2 separate regions of the Bos taurus genome follow, and region 1 is linked to region 2. Evidence: chromatin contacts called from public Hi-C data. All regions are on one chromosome and are shown on one strand. Each heading gives the region's core, a stretch centred on a gene start, on an enhancer-like site or on the middle of the called end of the contact. The rest is flanking DNA. Distances are from core to core; before and after follow the strand shown. Region 1 has its middle 21 kb from the start of BAMBI. Region 2 has its middle 160 kb from the start of LYZL1.

What was found. Hi-C and Micro-C count contacts between places; a contact is called where the count stands out from the background.
Region 1: a Hi-C map of liver shows a contact between it and region 2, with 2.3 times the contacts expected there. The contact joins two enhancer-like sites. A contact is called at or near these places in 2 of 11 Hi-C or Micro-C datasets (liver and skeletal muscle).

The regions. Positions count from the first base shown.
Region 1 is chr13:36,047,494-36,051,674 of ARS-UCD2.0, reverse strand. No RefSeq gene overlaps it. Among named protein-coding and RNA genes, the nearest start is that of BAMBI, 21 kb to the right of the region's middle. Within about 2 kb of position 1,789, at least 1 of the 102 cell types and tissues checked has an H3K27ac peak or open chromatin away from gene starts, as enhancers often do. A contact at or near this core is called in liver, where this site is marked.
Region 2 is chr13:35,644,264-35,649,024 of ARS-UCD2.0, reverse strand. No RefSeq gene overlaps it. Among named protein-coding and RNA genes, the nearest start is that of LYZL1, 160 kb to the right of the region's middle. Within about 2 kb of position 2,329, at least 8 of the 102 cell types and tissues checked have an H3K27ac peak or open chromatin away from gene starts, as enhancers often do. A contact at or near this core is called in liver, where this site is marked.

The DNA.
Region 1 (4,181 bases), core at 540-3,039, 400 kb before region 2:
TTGTTGAGGAAGGATTTACTGCTCAGAAGCACTCAGAATATACAATAGGTGTCCTCTCCGGCTCTTCCCCGTTGAGCTACCCAGCTCACTCCCTCACCTCCCCCAGACCTCACTAAGATGGTCATTTGTAGAGAGGTATCCCTTGGTCGGGCTTCCTCAGCTGGTAAAGAATCTGCCTGCAATGCAGGAGACCCCAGTTTGATTCCCGGGTCAGGAAGAGCCCCTGGAGAAGGGATAGGCTACCCACTCCAGTATTCTTGGGCTTCCCTGGTGGCTCATATGGTAAAGAATCCCCCTGCAATGCAGGAGACCTGGGTTCGATCCCTGGGTTGGGAAGATGCCCTGGAGGAGGGCATGGCAACCCACTCCAGTATTCTTGCCTGGAGAATCCCATGGACAGAGAAGCCTGGGGGAGGGGGTTGTGCAGCTACAGTCCAAGGGGTCGCAGAGTCAGATACGACTGAGCGACTAAGCACAGCACAGCATCCCTTGGTTACTCCTGACAATGGCTCATGGCTCCCTGCTTCCCTCCCCGCTCTCTTCTTCCACCTGAGTACTTGTTACCACCTGGCATCTCCTTATGTTAGTCAGCTATGTTTTGCTGTCAGTCTGCCTTCATGAGAATGCAAGTTCCAAGACATATTTGAGTTTCTCGCTGTCTCCGTGATCTGGTCCGGTTCCTGGCATGTGGTACCTGCCCTGCTAATACTTGTTGAGTGCATGCATGCCATGCTCACCTGAGTGTACCCACCTTCATTGTGTGACTCCATTCGCTAGGTTGTCCTCTTTTCTCTTTTTCATCTACCAAGTCCTGTCTTTGCTTTAAAGCCCAAGTCAGTGCCAATTTCTCCCTGGTCCTTTTCCTGGTTTTATGTTCTCAAGAGTATTATAGAGTTCTTCCGCCACCCTCCCCCCACCCCACACCACCCCCACCACTCCTGGCAGGAGTTACGGAATTAGAATCAAATACAGAAACCTGAACTTTTTTCCTTTCTTCCTGGTCTCTGCATATGTGCTTAGTCGCTTCAGTTGTGTCTGATTCTTTGCAGCCTCACTGGTAACCCGCCAGGCTCCTCTGTCCATGGGATTCTCCAGGCAAGAATACTGGAGTGGGTTGCCATGCCCTCCTCCAGGGGATCTTCCCAACTCAGGGATCGAACCCACCTCTCTTATATCTCCTGCATTGGCAGGTGGGTTCTTTACCACTAGCACCACCTGGTCTAATCAGCCTCACAACTTCTCAGTGACTCTTTTAGCTCCAAGAGACGCTTAGTTGTTCCTGAAACTATGAATGTTTATATGCCAACAAAAGTTGGGGTGAGGCAGGGTCGGCTTCTCAGTTGACTGTGTGGACATAAAGAAAGGAGAGAAAACCATTTGGTCTTTAAGCTGATTAACACCGTTGAAGTGTGCTTTGGGTAGATTCAAGTGTCCTGGTGCTACTGGAAATAAGGAATATATTTTCTTGCTGGTTTTCACTGCATTAGATCATGTTGTTTTAACCCAAGGGCCTCAGGAAGTGCAGGGTAAATTGAAACACTCAATCAAGTTAAAAAAAAAAAAGACCTTAAATGGAGTTATGGTTGATTGTGCCACAAATGTTAAAGTTCAAGTTGACATTCCAGCCTGAGCTCGTAATGTTATTACTGAGGACCCCGTAGCAGGGGGAGGGAGAGAGGGGGTATCAGACTTCAACACACTGGTTGTGACTTTTGTTACTTTAGAAGAAAATGAACCTTGTGATAACCTAACTCTTCTGTGTTTATTTATTTTCTCGCCTGTTCAAAGGTCAGTCCGGGCTGGACAGCAAGTGTCCATATACTTTGCTATTTGCTCGGTGGGCCTCAGCTGGTGGAGCAGAAGCGCCTTAGGGGAAAACTGCAGTCCCCCTGGCCCCTGCCCTGGCCACCCCATCTCTGCAGCACTGGCTGACTTGGGGTGGGATGGGTGGTCCTGTAGCCTAGAGGACACGCATCCCAGAGACTATAGCATCTGGCATTATCTCTGCATGCTGTTGACCTGGGAACACACACAGCGAGTCTGCAACATCTCAGTTCAAAGACTGACAGTAAACCATTGCCCATGGAATGAGCCAGTCCCAGTAACACCACTGTGTTTGGGGAGCTGGACTTTTCAAAGATAGCAGGTTGCCTTTGGGCATAATTAAGGATGGGAGAAGTCTGTGACAGTATCTTCCTGGTTCTTCTTCCTTCATCCTCATCCTCCTGGTCACGGTCCCTCCTCAAATGTCAGCCCCTGTTGTTCAGTTGCCCCATCATGTCCAGCTATTTGCGACCCCATGGACTGCAGCATGCCAGGCTTCCCTGTCCATCACTATCTCCAGGAATTTGTTTCAACTCATGTCCATTGAATTGATGATGCCATCCAACCATCTCATCCTCTGTCACCCCCTTCTCTTCCTGCCTTTGATCTTTCCCAGCATCACTGTATTTTCCAGTGAATCAGCTCTTCACATTAGGTGGCCAAAGTATTGGAGCTTCAACTTCAGCATCAGTTCTTCCAATGAGTATTCAAGGTTGATTTCCTCTAAGATTGACTGGCTTGATCCCCTTGCAGTCCAAGGGACTCTTGAGAGTTTTCTTCAGCACCACAGTTTGAAAAGCATCAATTCTTCTGCACTCTGCCTTCTTTATGGTCCAGCTCTCACAACTGGATGTGACTACTGGGAAGACCATAGCCTTGACTATACTGACCTCTGTTCACAAAGTGATGTCTTTGCTTTTTAACTCACTGTCTAGGGTTGTCAACCCCTTAGAATATAGTAACTGATCATCATGGCTTATGAAACAGCTTCTTGGGTGATACTTAGTTGATCCTTGTGACGTTCCCAGGCGGCAGGAATTATCATCATGACCTCTGTTTGGTCAACAAGAGAACACAGGGAGACCCTGAAGCAGGAAACACTACTTGGTCTCACTTCTTAGACCATATGACCCGGGCAGCACATAGCCCCTGCCTGGAGCCCCCGGAGTCCCAGGGTCACCCTCACCAGACAAGGGCAACATAACAAGGAAGGCAGGTGCATCTCCCACGATGGGCATTGTTTCAGGTTCTTGGCACACAACACCTCGTTCTTCTTCCCAGTAACCTTATAAAGCAGCTATTCTAGTCTCGTTTTTAAAATAAAAAAAATAAAGGCTTAGGAAGACGTGAAGACTGCCACCAAGTGTATGACAAACAAACAGCTCCATTAAATCCATTTTATTAAAAAAAAAAAAACTGGAGGAATCACGACCCCAGTGTGGCGTTGCCAGGAGGCAGGTGGTGTTTGGAGACTAGAGTGCACCTGTCCACAGCCCCCGAACCCTGGGGGAGAAATGCTTTGGGTGGATGTAGGGCCAGGAGGTTTATAAGCAGAAAAGCATCTCTGTTGGACCATTAACTCAAAAGCCAGCAATTTGCATCTCAAACCAATGCAGTATTGAAGAACAGGTGTAGGTGCTGCCAGATTTAGGTGAGAAAGTCGCTGGTTGACTGCGTGAAACCCCAGCCAAGGAAACATCAAGGCAGAGCCCCACTGACAACTCTGGATGGCTCTCAGTTTGCTAGAAATCATTTTGCCAAAACCTTAGTACATGTTTGTCAAACGCTTATTTTAATAATTTTTTTCTCCTTTTACTATGGCTGTTTGCACCCCAGTCCACACACAGACCAGCCTTTGCCCTTCTCTGCTCCGTCACTGCCTTCCTTCTAGGCCCAGCCTGTCTCTTGCCTACTGGGACTGGGAGGCTAGTGATCCAACTTTCAGGTTGGCCAGAAAGCCATTGATAGCTGTCCTTCCTTTTGCCCTTAGAATCTTGTCACAGGGCCTCAGGCTTGCTGGGACAGGAGTTTGATGATCAGACTGACTGCTCAACTCTCGTGGTACCAATCAGAACTCATGCCCCCACCCCACCCCACACCAGCCTCACAGCATCGCTAATAAGGGATATGAGGCCCTGTGACAGGTGAGAACCCTGGAATGAAGGGGCAAGGATTTTTTATGGTATTGATGATCAAGTATTTTTAATTTATTATTTTTAAAAAATTTTTATTTGAGTGTAGTTTATTTACAATGCTGTGTTAGTTTCAGGTGTACAGCAAAATGAATCAGTTATACATAGACATATGTGCGTGCTAAGGTGCTTAAGCTGTGTATGGCCCTTTGTGACCCTATGGAC
Region 2 (4,761 bases), core at 1,080-3,579:
ACCAGTGGTAAAGAACTCGCCTGCCAATGCAGGAGACGTAAGAGATGTGGGTTCGATCCCTGGGTAGAGAAGATCCCCTGGAGAAGGAAATGGCAACCCACTCCGGTATTCTTGCTTGGAGAATCCCATGGACAGAGGAGCTTGGCGGGCTGCGGTCCATAGGGTCACGAAGAGTCAGACACGACCGAAGCACCTTAGCACCCACACATGTAGACACTTTCCTAGGGTCCCACAGAGGAGGGTGGGCTTATTAAACTGTGACTGGCTCTGAAGTATATGCAGTTTCCATTGTGAGGCTGTCGAGACAAGGCGGGTGGACAAAGAGGAAGATAGCTGCCATCCAGAGTGTCTACATGATCTGGGTCATAGGCTGGGTCATCTTAATCGAACTTCAGGGACTGGGATTTTCTGTGCCATCCAGATTGTCTGAAGCCGATCTGAAATCTCTCTGAGGGCTGATTCATCTTTCTCCTAGAGTCCATCCCTTCCAAGTCTGAACCAAATATTTAAGGGTTCACCGCAGAGAGACTTCCACTGGGTGAGCCTTGCACAGTTCCTATAGTCCTCCAAACCTCATGGGGCTTCTGTATTATCCTTGATTTGGCTTGATTAAATCTTTTACTGATTAGCTTTTTGATCCCTTCAAGGATTTTTTGAAATAGTCTTAACAGACATCCCGATTGTCTGTAGCAAGAGAATTTGTACAGATTGTCTTGAGGATACTATCATTGCTACTCCTTCCACTGAGACATGTTTGGGGGGGATTCTGTTAGTGGTTCGGCTAAAAGATCTGTGCACAAGTCCAGTCTTTACTGCTAATAACGAATGTTGGTGCATAACTTCAGCTTTTGGGAGTTCATTCTTTTTCTATATCAGTAATTCAATTAGATGATCTTTAATGTCCACAATTTTTTCATTTCTACGCTCAGGACTTCCCAATCAGAAAATTACAATACACTGAGAATAAAATTCTCTAGATTTGTGACAATTTAAACTGACTAAATATAGCAAACATGTCTGCCTTACTCTAATTCCAGTATGTTTATCAGGATATGTTTCCTGAGGTTCACTCCAGTAACAGATGTCAGTGTTCAGTGTTCATATATCTGAGGAGAGGAGAAAGAAATGGTAAGCCACTCCAGTATTCTTCCCTGGGATAATCTTATGGACAGAGGAGCCTGCGTGCTACAGTCCATGGGGCCGCAGAGAGTCAGACACGACCCAGCGACTAAAAAACAACATTATCTGAGGAGGGAGGAAAATTGAAGCCCATCTGTGTCATCAAATTCCACTCAAGTGGAAAGAACCACAATGGCTTTTTTTTTTCCCCCAGAAGAGTGAACTATGTATTGGAAATTGTGTGCCAGATATTGGGGATTTTTAATGGCAAAAAAAGGAACCCTAAGGCACCAACAGCTTTGATGCAGCTAGTAGCGCTAGAGCCGGAGGATCAAAGGAAAAAGGATGAAATTACTGAAGTGTGGAAGCTTATTTTCCTGGGCTTCAAAATCACTGCAGACAGTGACTGCAGCCATGAAATTAAAATGCTTCCTCCTTGGAAGAAAAGCAACGACAAACCTAGACAGCCTATTAAAAAACAGGGACATTACTTTGCCTACAAAAGTCCCTAAACTCAAAGCTATGGTTTTTCCAGTAGTCATGTATGGATGTCAGAGCTGGACAATAAAAAAGGCTTAGTGCCGAAGAATTGATGCCTTCGAACTGTGGTGTTGGAGAAGACTCTTGAGAGTCCTTTGGACAGCAAGGAGGTCAAACCAGTCCATTCTAAAGGAAATCAGTCCTGAATATTCACTAGAAGGACTGATGCTGAAGCTGAAGCTCCAATCCTTTGGCCACCTGATGCGAAGAACTGACTTCTGGGAAAAGACCCTGATCCTGGGAAAGATTGAGGGCAGGAGGAGAAGGGGGTGACAGAGGATGGGATGGTTGGACGGTATCACTGACTCTATGGACATGAATTTGAGCAAGTTCTGGGAGAGTGGTGAAGGACAGGGAAGCCTGGTGGGCTGCAGTCCATGGGGTCACAGAGTCAGACAGGACTGAGCAACTGAACAACAGAAGCTTGGAGGAAGGCTTGTGGGGCCAAAACTTGAACCTCGGGGAAGAGGCCCCCCCTCGTGCTGCTGCCTCAGGAACTTTGAGGGGATTCCCCTCAGTAACTTTGGTCAGGTGTCCTACGGGGACACAGTGAGGCTGGGTCTAGCAGCGCGGGGAATATCTGCCAGTGGAGTCCAGGGCTGCGACCGAAACAGCCACCCTGTCCAGACGCAAACCAGGCAGCCAGCCTCTTCTCCCTCCGGCAGCCTCACAGCCTCTCTCCTGCCCCCTGCTGGTAGAGCTTCACATATCTCCTGCCGGCAAAAGCGAAATGCAGTCCAGGCATCACAGAGCCAATTGTAAAAGGATGGGTTTAAACTTGACAGACAGCACCTTCACCATCAGCGCACCATCTCTGCCGTCTGCACGAGGTCGGGTGTATTTTATTATGCTGTCATTGTGAGTTATTGGAGTTTTAGGGAAATGAGCTATGCTGAGGCCTCAAGTGTTTATCTTGTTTTACCCCAGCAGGTTATGTCTGTGGAAGAAATATGGGTACATTGATAGCAAAAGAAAATTAACCCTCAGAGGAATCATAGAAAAGAGAGTCACTTAGAGAAGCAAAAACTTATTCCTTTTATTCCCGTTTTCAACCTATGTTTTACTACTTGAGGAACTGCCTTATCTTAGCTTGTTTAAAAGCCCATTCTACTTTCCTGTATCATCAGACAGGCATTCCTGTCCCTAGATCCCAAACTAGCATCACTGGAGCATCAGTCCACTGTACAGAGGCTCTGAAGGCTGTCTGCGATTCACACACTCCAACACGACCCTCTGTCTAAATACAGACAGACTCCCAGGGAGATTTTCCTCAAGTGACCTGTGGTTAATCTGGTTACTTGCAAACAAACATTCCCTCTAGTTTTAGTTTGCTTCATTTCTCTGTCTCTGCTTTTCTTTACCACTATATAAGGACGGGCTCAAATTGTGTTTCAAATTTCATTACAAATTTCATCACAAGTCAAATTTCACTATAATGAACTCTGCTGTGGTGTCTAAATTATTTTTATTATTGTGCAGTTTGTTATATCTAATGAGGTTTATTGTTAATCAAGCTTTTATTTGGGTTCCAGAATCCTCATGGTACAATGAGAACCAATTGAATCAGTGAGGTTTGTTTTATGATAAATGAGTTATTTATATATGGTAGAGTGGTTAGGGTTGTTCAAAACCAGCCAAAGAGATGAGAGTCCTCTGTGCTAAAAATTTACACTAAAGTAAGAAGCACAGGCACTGCCATCTATGCAGTTAAACATTCTTATACATTTGCCAATATAGAGCAACCAGTGTAAACCAAGACCGAAGCAGAAGCATGATGTCAATTAAGCATAGACTTTGCTGTCTCTTAGGAATAATAATAAGGACTTCAACGCATGAAATGCTTTATACTGACAGTTGTCAATCAGGCTTCTTCAGGTGCAAACCGTAGAAACACTCCTCAGTGGCACTAGTGATAAGGAACCCGCCTACCAACACAGGAGGCATAAGAGACACAGAGTCGATTCCTGGGTTGGGAGGATCCCCCGGAGGAGGGCATGGCAACCCACTCCAGTATTCTTGCCTAAAGAATCCCAAGGACAGAGGAGCCTGGTGGGCTACAGTTCATAGGGTTTCAAAGAGTCGGAAACCACTGGGGCAAGTTAGCATGCGTGCAGCATGTATAACTAGACACAAAGTTTATTGAAAAATATTTAACAGTTCATAGAGTCTCTGGAAGCACCAGAGGCACAGTTTTAGAAGCAATCCTGCCAGGCTTCTCTGTCCATGGGATTCTCCAGGCAAGAATACTGGAGTGGGCTGCCATGTCCTCCTCCAGGGGGTTTTCCTGACTCAGGGATTGAGCCGCATCTCTTTATGTCTCCTGCATTGGCAGGTGGGTTATTTTACCACTAGCACCGCCTGGGAAGCCCAGTGCCTCCAGGAACAGTGTCCACATCAAACTCCAGAAGCAGACCTGTGAAAGATGCCATGGCCACACTAAAGAATGGTCATAATGTTTCAGTGGAACAAGATGGATAATCTCTAGAGACATCTGTGCAACCTTGTACCTATGCCCAACAGTAGTGTGCTATGCTCAAAAAACTGTTGAGAGGGTAGATGTCATGTTAAGTGTTCTTACAAAAACTCAACAACATTGTGAAAAAAAAAAATCAAGAATGCAGGTCATGGGCATTGAACAGTGTCTCTTTGATGTGAGTTTGGGCCCCTCGTCCTAGAAAGGCTGCCCCTGCTGTCTCCAGAAGCCTGAGGTATCTGCTTCCACTGTGGAGTCCTGCCTGGCATTGCCTTCTGATACAGCTCTATGTGGCTGCCTCTCGTTGGTTGAAGACTAGATCCACCCCCTGCGCCTTGGCTGCCTGTGAGATGGAACAAGCATGCTTCTGCCCGCATGGAAGCCTGGAGGAGCAGGTCTGGAGGCATTGACACATGAGACGCTCGCGTGCATGCTCAGTCGCACAGTCATGCCCGACTCTTTGCAATCAAATAGACTGTAGCCCACCAGGCTCCTCTGTCCATACTGGAGCAGGGTGCCATTTTCTTCTCCAGGGCATCTTCCCCACCCAGGGATTGAACTAACATCTCCTGAAGCTTCTGCACTGGCAGGCTGATTCTTTACCACTGAGCCACCTGGAAAGCCACTAA